Linked DNA regions of Macaca mulatta: region 2 is linked to region 1. The links are chromatin contacts, called in public Hi-C maps. All regions are on one chromosome and are shown on one strand. The core of a region is the stretch at or near the end of the contact, and the rest is flanking DNA. Distances in the headings are between cores, read along the strand shown. Region 1 holds the start of NECAB3 (N-terminal EF-hand calcium binding protein 3). Region 2 holds the start of PXMP4 (peroxisomal membrane protein 4).

Region 1 (4,776 bases), core at 1,557-4,056:
TCCACCGGCCACACAGGGTACAGTGGGCTGCTCCAGGTCACCTAGGAGGAGCAGCCTGTTGCTGGATGGGTCCCCTAGGGCTCGTGCTTTAGCTTCCAAGGTTCTCCTAGACCAGGGTCTGAGACTGCCCGGGACCCAAGGCAGGAGGAGCCGACTCCTTTGGCACTGGACCCAGCTTTATCCTTGCCCAAGGCGTGGGTTTAGTTGCGTCCTCCAAGACCTCCCTGGTCCAGATGGTTGGTCACGTGACAAGTTACTGAGCCCTCTAAAAACCTGAGTAAAATCTCCAAAAAGGTCTCACCTCCATTACCTCACTCTTCCAAGTGCCTCACACAAGGAGCCTGGGACTAAACACTGCAAAGACCCAAGTTCAAGCCTATCAATTAAAGGCTGTGTGACCTTAGGCAACCTGCTTCACCTCTCTAGGCCTCTGCTCCTTTATGAAACAGGGTGAATTCCAATCTAGCTGGTGGTTGTGAGGACAACAGGAGGCCATGAAAAGGAAGTGCCCATCACCGTGCCAGGGTGCTGTGTGAAAGTCAGCCCCTACCTCTAGCCCCTGGCCAAACCACATTCCCGCCACTCTCCATCCTGCCAAACTTGGCTGAGAACAGCACCTCCTCTGGGAAGGACGCCTTGATTGATTCTCCTGTTTTGGGCCTCCAAGATTTGTCTCGACTCTTGACTTCCCACCCAACCTTCCAAGTCTCCCTGGGCCTTCTGGATGCTTCCCACCCTGCCCCACTGTGGGACCCAGGGGAAGCCACACTCACCATTCTTGTCTGCTCTGCGGAAAACCTAGAGGACAAAGGGACATGGGGGGAACTGTGAGTGCTACCCAGGAAGCCAGAGGCCCCCACTCAACCCGACAGGGTCCCAGCTGGCTGGCCTACCCCCTGCCTTGCCTTTCCTCCTGCCCAGCCTGGTCCCAAACCCCCTGCCCAGCTCAGCCCTGCAGGAGCTTTTCCGGCAAGCAGGGCGCAGGAAGAGCACGCAGCGGGTGCCACCTCCACTCACTTCTCCTGCAGGGCCTGGCCTCGTTGGGGGTGCTCCTGGCCAGTTCCCTGCGTCCCCACCTCCCACACCCAGAGTGCAGCCCAAGTTCTATCTAATACCTCAGCCCCTGGCACGGTTCCAGCATGAGGAAGGTTGAGGAAATGGGCCGGCTTGCGGCCCAGGAATCCTGCACAGCCGTCCTAGACCTGAGCCCCGAGCTCTGCTGTGTGGCCATGGTCTATCCCAGCTGCCCTCTCTGAGTTGTTTCCTTGCATGCTGTTGAAGACAGCAGGCAGTGGCTACTCTGTCTCTGCAGGTGTCTGAGTTACCCACTAGCAAATAGATCAGGAGCAGCTGGGGTTAACTCTTTCAGGGCTGGGGCTTCCTATGGGGCTGACAGTGAGGACCTTTGGCAGGCGTGTGTGTACACACACAAGTCCAAGGGGGAGTGGGGGTGGCAGAAGGCAAGGTCAGCAGATTTCATTTATGAAGTGAAGATGAAGAGCAACAGAGGCAAAGAGGAGCAGAGTCAAGACAGGTCCCCATCTCTCTTAGTGACCTGCTCCCAGGTCACCCAAAGCAGCCCAGCAAAGGGGAGACTGGCAGGCCTGGCAAGCAGGGGTGGGCCAAGCCTGGGCTGAGAGCCCCCAGGAACTCCAGGTCCTGAACGCCAACCCCCTCCAAGATCCTGTTTTTTCAGCGTCAGCAGGGCTCAGAAAGACTCTAACCTCTAGCCTAACTCAGAGAAGCTCTGCCACTGGCTGAGGGACACACAGCAAGCCAGGGAGGCCCAGGTGGGGTAGATGGAGATCTTGGGAGCGGGGAGGGGTGCTAAGCTGGGAATGGGGACACCTGGGGTCACCCTGTTGTTCCCCTGCCTCCATGACTGACCTGGGACATATCCCCTCAGGCCTTGGTTTTCCTACCTGGGAAGAGGGAGGGTCAGGTCCCTTCCAGCCAGGGATGTGGTCAAGGTGCTGAGTCACTAGGGGCAGTGGGAAGGGGGCGGGAGACAGCTTTGCCTCCCTCTGGAGTTGGGGCATGAGGGGGCCAGGACAGAGCGTAGCACAGGTGGAGAAAGGGCTCAGGGCCGTGGCTGGTGCCCATGGGGGCTGCAGGGCCACCCGTGGTCCCATGGGAGGGTGACTCTGTGCAATCCTTACCAACTGTAGGACTCTGCTGCCCTGGAGTGGGGCCTGAAGGACTCTGGGGGCGGCACTAGAGTCAGAAGTGAGGGGACCCTTGTGCTTCCAGGCTCCTCTTCCCCAGTCAGCCCAGCCTGCGGCTGCTACAGAGTGGGGTGACGGCTGCTGTGATTGTCGACAGCTCCCCCCCAACACCAGACACACAAGTAGGGTGGGCTGAGGGGTGGGGGGCAGCAGGGGTAGTGACACTGGAGCAGGGACAAGCGGAGACATAGACGAGACAGAGAGACAGAACAGGGGACACAAAGGCAGAGAGGTCAAGAGAAAACAGACAGCAGGGCCAGAGAGAGAGGCAGAGACCCAGAGACAGCGGCGGGGCCCGAACAACCCCAGAGGGTGAGACTAACAGAGACTCGGGCGGGGAGACACCGCGAGCACAGCCCGCGCCCACTCACGTCCTGGAAGAGCGCGTGTCCGGCGGGCCCGGGGTCTGGCGCGAGCTGCGGGTGCCGCGGGGGCTGGGGCGGGGACTGGGGCTGGGGCTGGGGCGCGGGCGGCCGGAGCAGGCACACGGTGAGCAGCCCCACGCACGCCATGGCAACGCCGCCCGCTCGCTGGGGCTCGGCTGCGGTTGCTCCCGACCCTGGACGCCGCGGCGGACTCTGTGGGGCTGGGGGCCGCCCCTTGGCGCCGGCGCCGACGCGCGGGCTCAGGCCCCGCCCCCGCCCCGCCCCCGCGGACGCCGGGTTCCGGGTCTGGAGATTGAGCGCCGGGTTCCCTCGCCTCAAGGTCCAACTCCAGCGTCGCGGGCCTCCGCGCTTCCGCGGCCACGGCGGAGGGGGAGGTGCCCGAGGGTTCCGGTCCGGCGACGGCCTGCCGGGAGCAGAACCTAGGGGCTGCGCGCCCACCCGGAGGGACAGGGTGACCAAGCCAGTGCCGAAGAGTCAGGGTGATACGAGTGGGTAAAACCCACCAGGACTTCACCTTTCGGGGCGTCTGTATCCTCATTTGCAAAAATGGTACCGGTAGACACCCTATGGGATTGTTGGGACTCATTCAGTGTCAAGTGCTTACAACGGGGGCTGGCGCAGAGGAAGCCCACAGGTCCGTGTGGCCGACTCCCAGGCATCCCGACGCCCGCCCTCTCTGGCACTCAGCGCGGCCCTTTCCCCTCCCCTCGGTGGCTTTGGCCCTCCCTTCAACCCGTTCTCCACACAGCAGCCAGGGGGAGCTTTTAAGATGCGAAAGAGGTACCACTTCGGTCTCCAGTGACTCCTTGGCCCCCGAATAAAGCTTAAGACTGAACGCCCCGCTCCAGGAGCACCACTCTGACCCTCACCTCAGGACCGCAGCCACTACTTTCTCCGGTCCTCTATCCCTCTCCCTCCTGCCCACGGCCTTTGCCCGTCGTGTTCGCTTGTTTTCTTCCTCTGGTTAACTCCTACCTATTCTACAGCGCTGAACTCAAGCACTTCCTGATTTTCTCATTTAAGTAGATCTCCTTCAGACCCTGAGAGCACCAAGAAGGGAGGTAACACTCGTGTCCCCAGAACTGCTAAATACCTGACACAGAACCAGTCCACTGTCATTTGTTGCATGTTTACTAATGTCCAGAAACGTCTGGAAGACAGCAAACTGAGCACAGTGGCCTCTGGGGCTGGGAAAAGGAGAGGCCACTCATTACGCTGCACTTCGGGCAGCACTGAGTAGCATTCTTGGCTTTCCACAAAAACCTTTACTGGATCGGCTTTTGAGTTAGGACCAAAATAGCGATGAAGCTGACCTTTCTTCGAGTTCTGAGACTCAAATCAAATCGAGCAGGGACGGAGAGAAGGGAAGCGGAGAATGGGCATTTCCCCAGCAACCTTGGCCTCTCCCGCCCCGAACTGTTCCCAACAGAGTCCCAAAACCCGACCCAAACGTCATCAAAATATTTATTAAAACCAAAGCAGGAGGGAACAGAGCTGTTAGGAAGCAAATCAAAGTGCAGATTGGAGGGTGGGGCAGAGCAGTGGGGAGGCAGGCGCTTCAGACACCGCAGGAGGGACCACAGGGTCTGGGCTGGGGGAGGCCTTCACCACCCCTCCTGCCCACCACATCAGTGAAGGTCCCCCACTCACCTCTCCCATCTCATATCCATCCTGGGGGGCAGCTGGAGCCCTGAACTGGCCCCCTGGAGAGGCCCCACCCCACCATCCGTCCACCCATGGCTGTCAGTCAGTCTGTCTCCCTCCCTCACTTTCCCAATAAATAAATCACCTAGGCCTCAGCTCCTTCGGTGTGGGGCAGAACAGCTCAGGGACCCCTGTCCTTGCTCAAGGGTAGAGGGAGTTGGGGTATCAACCCCACACCCCTCCTCCCCTTTGCTGATTCCCCAGGCTTGCCAAAGAGGCCTCGATAAATAAATAACGCTCCATTAAAGCTTCAATCAGAAAAAAACCTTTAAGACAGAAGTGCTCTCACCGTCCTACAAGCCCAGCCAGCCAAAGCCTCCCCACCTGGCCTGGTCAGAGCACCAGATTCTGGGAGCAGGCACTGCCCTGGGCCTTGTGGGACCCCCAGAGCAAAAGGGCCGAAAGTGCAGTTAGAGCCCCCCCACGCGCACACATGGACTCATGCACACACATGTGGACAC
Region 2 (4,776 bases), core at 1,012-3,511, 48 kb after region 1:
AAATACAAAAAGTTAGCCGGGCGTGGTGGCGGGCACCTGTAGTCCCAGCTACTCAGGAGGCTGAGGCAGGAGAATGGCTTGAACCCAAGAGATGGAGCTTGCAGTGAGCCGAGATCATGCCACTGCACTCCAGCCTGGGCAACAGAGCAAGACTCCGTCTCAAAAAAGAAAAAAACTTGGCAAAAGGGTCACTGATGATCAAGCAATAGCTGACATAATCTGGCCAGAACCAGTGGGAACCAGTTCTACCTGACTCTTGAGTGTCCATGGGAGCCAAGAGCCTGGCACTGGGGCCAGGCATCCTTGGGTTTGAATCCTGGCTCCAACCCTGACCAAGTGCTGTGGCCATGAGCAATGGGTCTACCTCTGAGCTATAGCCTTTTCATCTGGAAAATGGGGACAATGGCAATTCTGATCTTGCACACTTATTCATTCATTCAATAAATATTTGAGAAACTACTAAATACCAGGTGCTAGTAATACACCAAGGAACAAAATAGATAAGTTATGGCCTCATGAAACTTACTTTCTTTTTTTTTTTTCTTTTGAGACGGAGTTTCACTCTGTCTCCCAGGCTGGAGTAGAGTGGCCCAATCTCGGCTCACTGCAACCTCCACCTCCTGGGTTCAAACAGTTCTCCTGCCCCTCAGCCTCCCATGTAGCTGGGACTACAGGCACATGCTACTACACCCAGCTAATTTTTGGTAGAGATGGGGTTTTGCCATGTTGGCCAGGCTGGTCTCGAACTCCTGATCTCAGATAATCCGCCTGCCTCGGCCTCCCAAAGTGCTAGGATTACAGGTGTGAGCCACCGTGGCCAGCCTGTGCTAAGCATTTCACACATATTGACTCAATCTTGATAGTATAAGTACTAGTACCATGCCCATTTTACAGAAATTGAGGCTTAGAGAGGCTAAATGACTTCCTCCAGATCACAGAGCAGGTGGGACCAGGGTTCAAGCCAAGGCATCCATATCCTCCCCACCATCCCACGTTGCCACTAGGATGCCAATTCCGGGGGGCACAAACCACTTTCTCTGGCTTGTTCTCTAATTTGTCCCTGGTTCTGGCACTATAGGACCTCAATAAATGGTGGCGGCCGGGCGCGGTGGCTCACGCCTATAATCCCAGCACTTTGGGAGGCCGAGGTGGGCGGATCACGAGGTTAGGAGATAGAGACCATCCCAGCTAACACGGTGAAACACCGTCTCTACTAAAAAATACAAAAAATTAGCCCGGCGTGGGGACAGGCGCCTGTAGTCCCAGCTACTCCGGAAGCTGAGGCAGGAGAATGGTGTGAACCCAGGAGGCAGAGTTTGCAGTGAGCCGAGATTGTGCGACTGCACTCCAGCCTGGGCGACAGAGCGAAACTCTGTCTCAAAAAATAAATAAATAAAATTTAAAAATAAAAATAAAAATAAATGGTGGCTGTTATGCACTAGGTTTAAAGGAGGCTGAGCTCCCCTCTAGGCACCAGCCAGGGCAATGACCCCAAGACCTCCTCTCTTGCAGGTAAAATGCCAGGATAGTTGCAGCTTCTTTTACATTCATTGTCAGTCCCAGGAGCCCCCTTAGCCAAATGGGACTTGGCGCTGGAGTCCCACAGGTGAGGAGTGAGAAGCAGGATGCAAGTCCATGGGCAGCTTCATGGGGACAGTATAAACAGGAGACTTCTGCCTGCCAGCTAGAGGCCAGAGCCTAGTTCCCCATTGTGCAAATAGGGCCGTTGAGGCCAGTCAGGCCCAAAGGCACACCGCGAGGCGAGGTGAACTGAACCCAAATAAGGGGATACAGGAGCTGGCATGGGAGGAGGTCAAAGCAAGAGGGCCAGGCTGCAAAGGTTGGAAGACCCAGAAAATGTGCAGTGGGAAACCCAGTTCAGGGCTGGGAAGGCGCGAAACCCAAAATCCAGCTCCCATTGCATAGATAGTGACCTCCGAGACTTAGAGACAAAAGAGGACTGCTCCAGGGCACACAGCACTGCGGCGTCGGACTTTGAACTCGCGCCTCCGACCCCAGCCAGGACATCCCTCAGCCCCAGCCCGGCCCGATGGCCCCACTCACACAGCCCCGTTCCGGAAGCCCTTAAGCACGGCCAACGCAGCGTGGTAGCGGCGCTTGCGCAGCAGTGCGTTGACGGCTACGAGCAGAGCCCGCAGCTGCGGCGGGGCTGCCATAGTGCGGGCGGCGCACCGGCTCGGGGTGCGGAGCTGGAAGCGCACTGACAGCCCGAGGGTCCAGCTGCAGCGCCCACAGCCCCTCGGTAGCGCCGCCAAGTCGTGGCGTCTATAAGCTGTTTCTGCCGTCACTCATGCATGGAAGGCCAATCAGAGAGCGTACTTGTGTCATGGGGCAATAGCACTCATCGAGATAGTTGTCTGACTGGAAGAGAAAGGAAAGCCTGTAACCAATCACAGTGGGGTCCGCCCAAGGACACACACACACACACACACACACACACACACACACACACACACACACACACACACACACACACGATTTGTCCAATCAGAAGGCATTTTCCCTTGGGCTATGTTCGGTTCACTAGTGGGTTTGGAAGGAGGCGTGTACTTGGAAGGAGGGCTCCAGAAGGAGGAGTCGCCCTGCTTAGAGCTGAGATGGGCGACAGGTGATGATACAGGGAGGAGCAGGTCCCCATCCGACTGGGGTATCCTTTACCATAGCGATCTTCTCAGAGTGTCAGTCACATGGCCCCTCAATGGCTTCAATGTACGTATGTATGTTTTGAGATACAGCCTTGCTCTGTCACCCAGGCTGGAGTGCAGTGGCGCCATCTGGGCTCACTGCATCCTCCCTCCCCCAGGGTTCAAGCAATTCTCCTGCCTCAGCCTCCTGAGTAGGTGGGACTACAGGCACCCACCACCATGCTCGGCTAATTTTTTGTATTTTTAGTAGATTACAGGTGCCCGCCACCATGTCCAGCTAATTTTTGTATTTTTAGTAGAGATGGGGTTTCACCATGTTGGCCAGGCTAGTCTCGAACTCCTGACCTCAGGTGATCCACCTGCCTTGGCCTTCCAAAGTGCTGGGATTACAGGCGTGAGCCCAGCCGGCTTCCACTTATTCTTAGAATCCAAACTCCTCCCCAAGGCCCAGGAGAGAAGACGTCCTGTGATCTGGTCCCTGCCTCTCCCTATGACCCCACGTTCCAGCACTTGCCACCTCACTGCTCCGCAGCCAAATGGCCTCCCTTCTGTTCCTTGGGCCAAGAACCCTTCTACCTCAGAGCCTTTGCACTGGCTGTTTCCCCGCCTGGTATTCGCCATCCTGGGCTCTCCCCATGATGAGCTTCTTCTCATCCTTCAGGTTTCAGCTCAAATGCCACCTCATCAGAGAGACTTTCTGAGACATCCAATTTGAAGTAGCATTGTTCACTCTGACTCATTACCCTGGCTCTTTTTTTTTTTTTTTTTTTTTTTTTTTTTGAGACTCAATCTATCGCTCAGGTTGGAGTGCAGTAGTGTGATCTCAGCTCATTGCAACTCCTGCCTCCCAGGTTCGAGGGATTCTTCTGCTTCAGCCTCCCGAGGAGCTGGGACTACAGGCGCACACCAACATGCCTGGCTAATTTTTGTATTTTTAGTAAAGATGGGGTTTCACCATATTGGCCAGGCTAGTCTCAAACTCCCGACTTTGTGATCCACCCGCCTCAGCCTCCCAAAGTGCTGGAGTTACAGACATGAGCCACTGTGCCCGGCAACCCTGGTTCTTATGTGTTTTTTTTCTTTCACAAAACTTTTGACACTTTGGACTTACTTGTTTACTACGTGTTCATTGTCCATTGCCCTTACCAAACTGTAAATTCTATGAAGGAATAATGTCTCAATTTCTGCTATAACCCCAGCACTGGGCACATGGTGGGTACTCAACACTTGCTTGTTGAAGCAACACATAGTTTTGGGTTGTCATCTCCCAGAGCATTGATGGGTGACATTAACATATGATGTCACTCACTGTGTGGAGTTGTCACTGAATAACAGCTACACATTGAGTGGTGGCTGTGACTTGTGAGGGTGTCCCCTGGGACTTGGGCCATATGGTATTTGCCAGTGATATTATTGCCTCGGTGTCAGGGGACAATTTCAGAGGTCAATAAAGGAGGGAGTTGTGCTGGGCCTATTTTGTCACTGAAACTGGGTTTTCTGGGATTTTTCTTTTGTAATGGTAGGCTACTTTATTCAGTTAATCCTTCCTCTGAAGATAATGACTATGTTAGACAATATATTAAAATATTCTCTTAAAAATACTGAAGTTCCATGACTGGGCGCACTGGCTCATGCCTGTAATCCCAGCACTTTGGGAGGCCAAAGCGGGCGGATCACTTGAGGCCAGGAGTTCAAGACCACCCTGGCCCACATGGTGAAACCCCCGTCTCTAAAAAATTAAAAAACAAACAACAACACACACACAAAAAACAAAACAAAAACAAAACAAAATGCTGAAGCTCTGCCAGGTGCAGTAGGTAGCTCACGCCTGTAATCCCAGCACTTTGGGAAGCCAAGGTGGGTGGATCTCTTGAGCCCAGGAGTTCGAGACCAGCCTGGGCAACATGGCGAAAACCCATCTCTACTAAAAATACAAAAATTAGCCAGGCCTGGTGGCACACACCTGTAGTCCCAACTACAGGCGTAGGAGGATCACCTGAGCCTGGAGAGATCAAGGCTACAGTGAGCAGTGATCATGCCACTGTACTCCATCCTGGGTGACTGAGTGAGACCCCGTATCAAACTGAAGTGCTTAAAAGTATGAGGAATG

The links. Hi-C and Micro-C count contacts between places; a contact is called where the count stands out from the background.
Region 2: a contact with region 1 is called in a Hi-C map of cortical neurons, with 6 times the contacts expected there. The contact joins the promoter of PXMP4 here to the promoter of NECAB3 in region 1. A contact is called at or near these places in 6 of 14 Hi-C or Micro-C datasets (CD4 T cells, blood, cortical neurons and 3 more).

Annotation. Positions count from the first base shown.
Region 1 is chr10:86,443,885-86,448,660 of T2T-MMU8v2.0, forward strand. It overlaps NECAB3 (N-terminal EF-hand calcium binding protein 3), which reads right to left and starts at 2,807. Exons shown (of 11, transcript XM_077951585.1): 1 at 2,597-2,807; 2 at 774-798. The coding sequence starts at 2,737. E2F1 (E2F transcription factor 1) reads right to left here. Exons shown (of 7, transcript XM_001103717.5): 7 at 4,059-4,776.
Region 2 is chr10:86,492,028-86,496,803 of T2T-MMU8v2.0, forward strand. PXMP4 (peroxisomal membrane protein 4) reads right to left here and starts at 2,262. Exons shown (of 4, transcript XM_077951587.1): 1 at 2,065-2,262. The coding sequence starts at 2,177.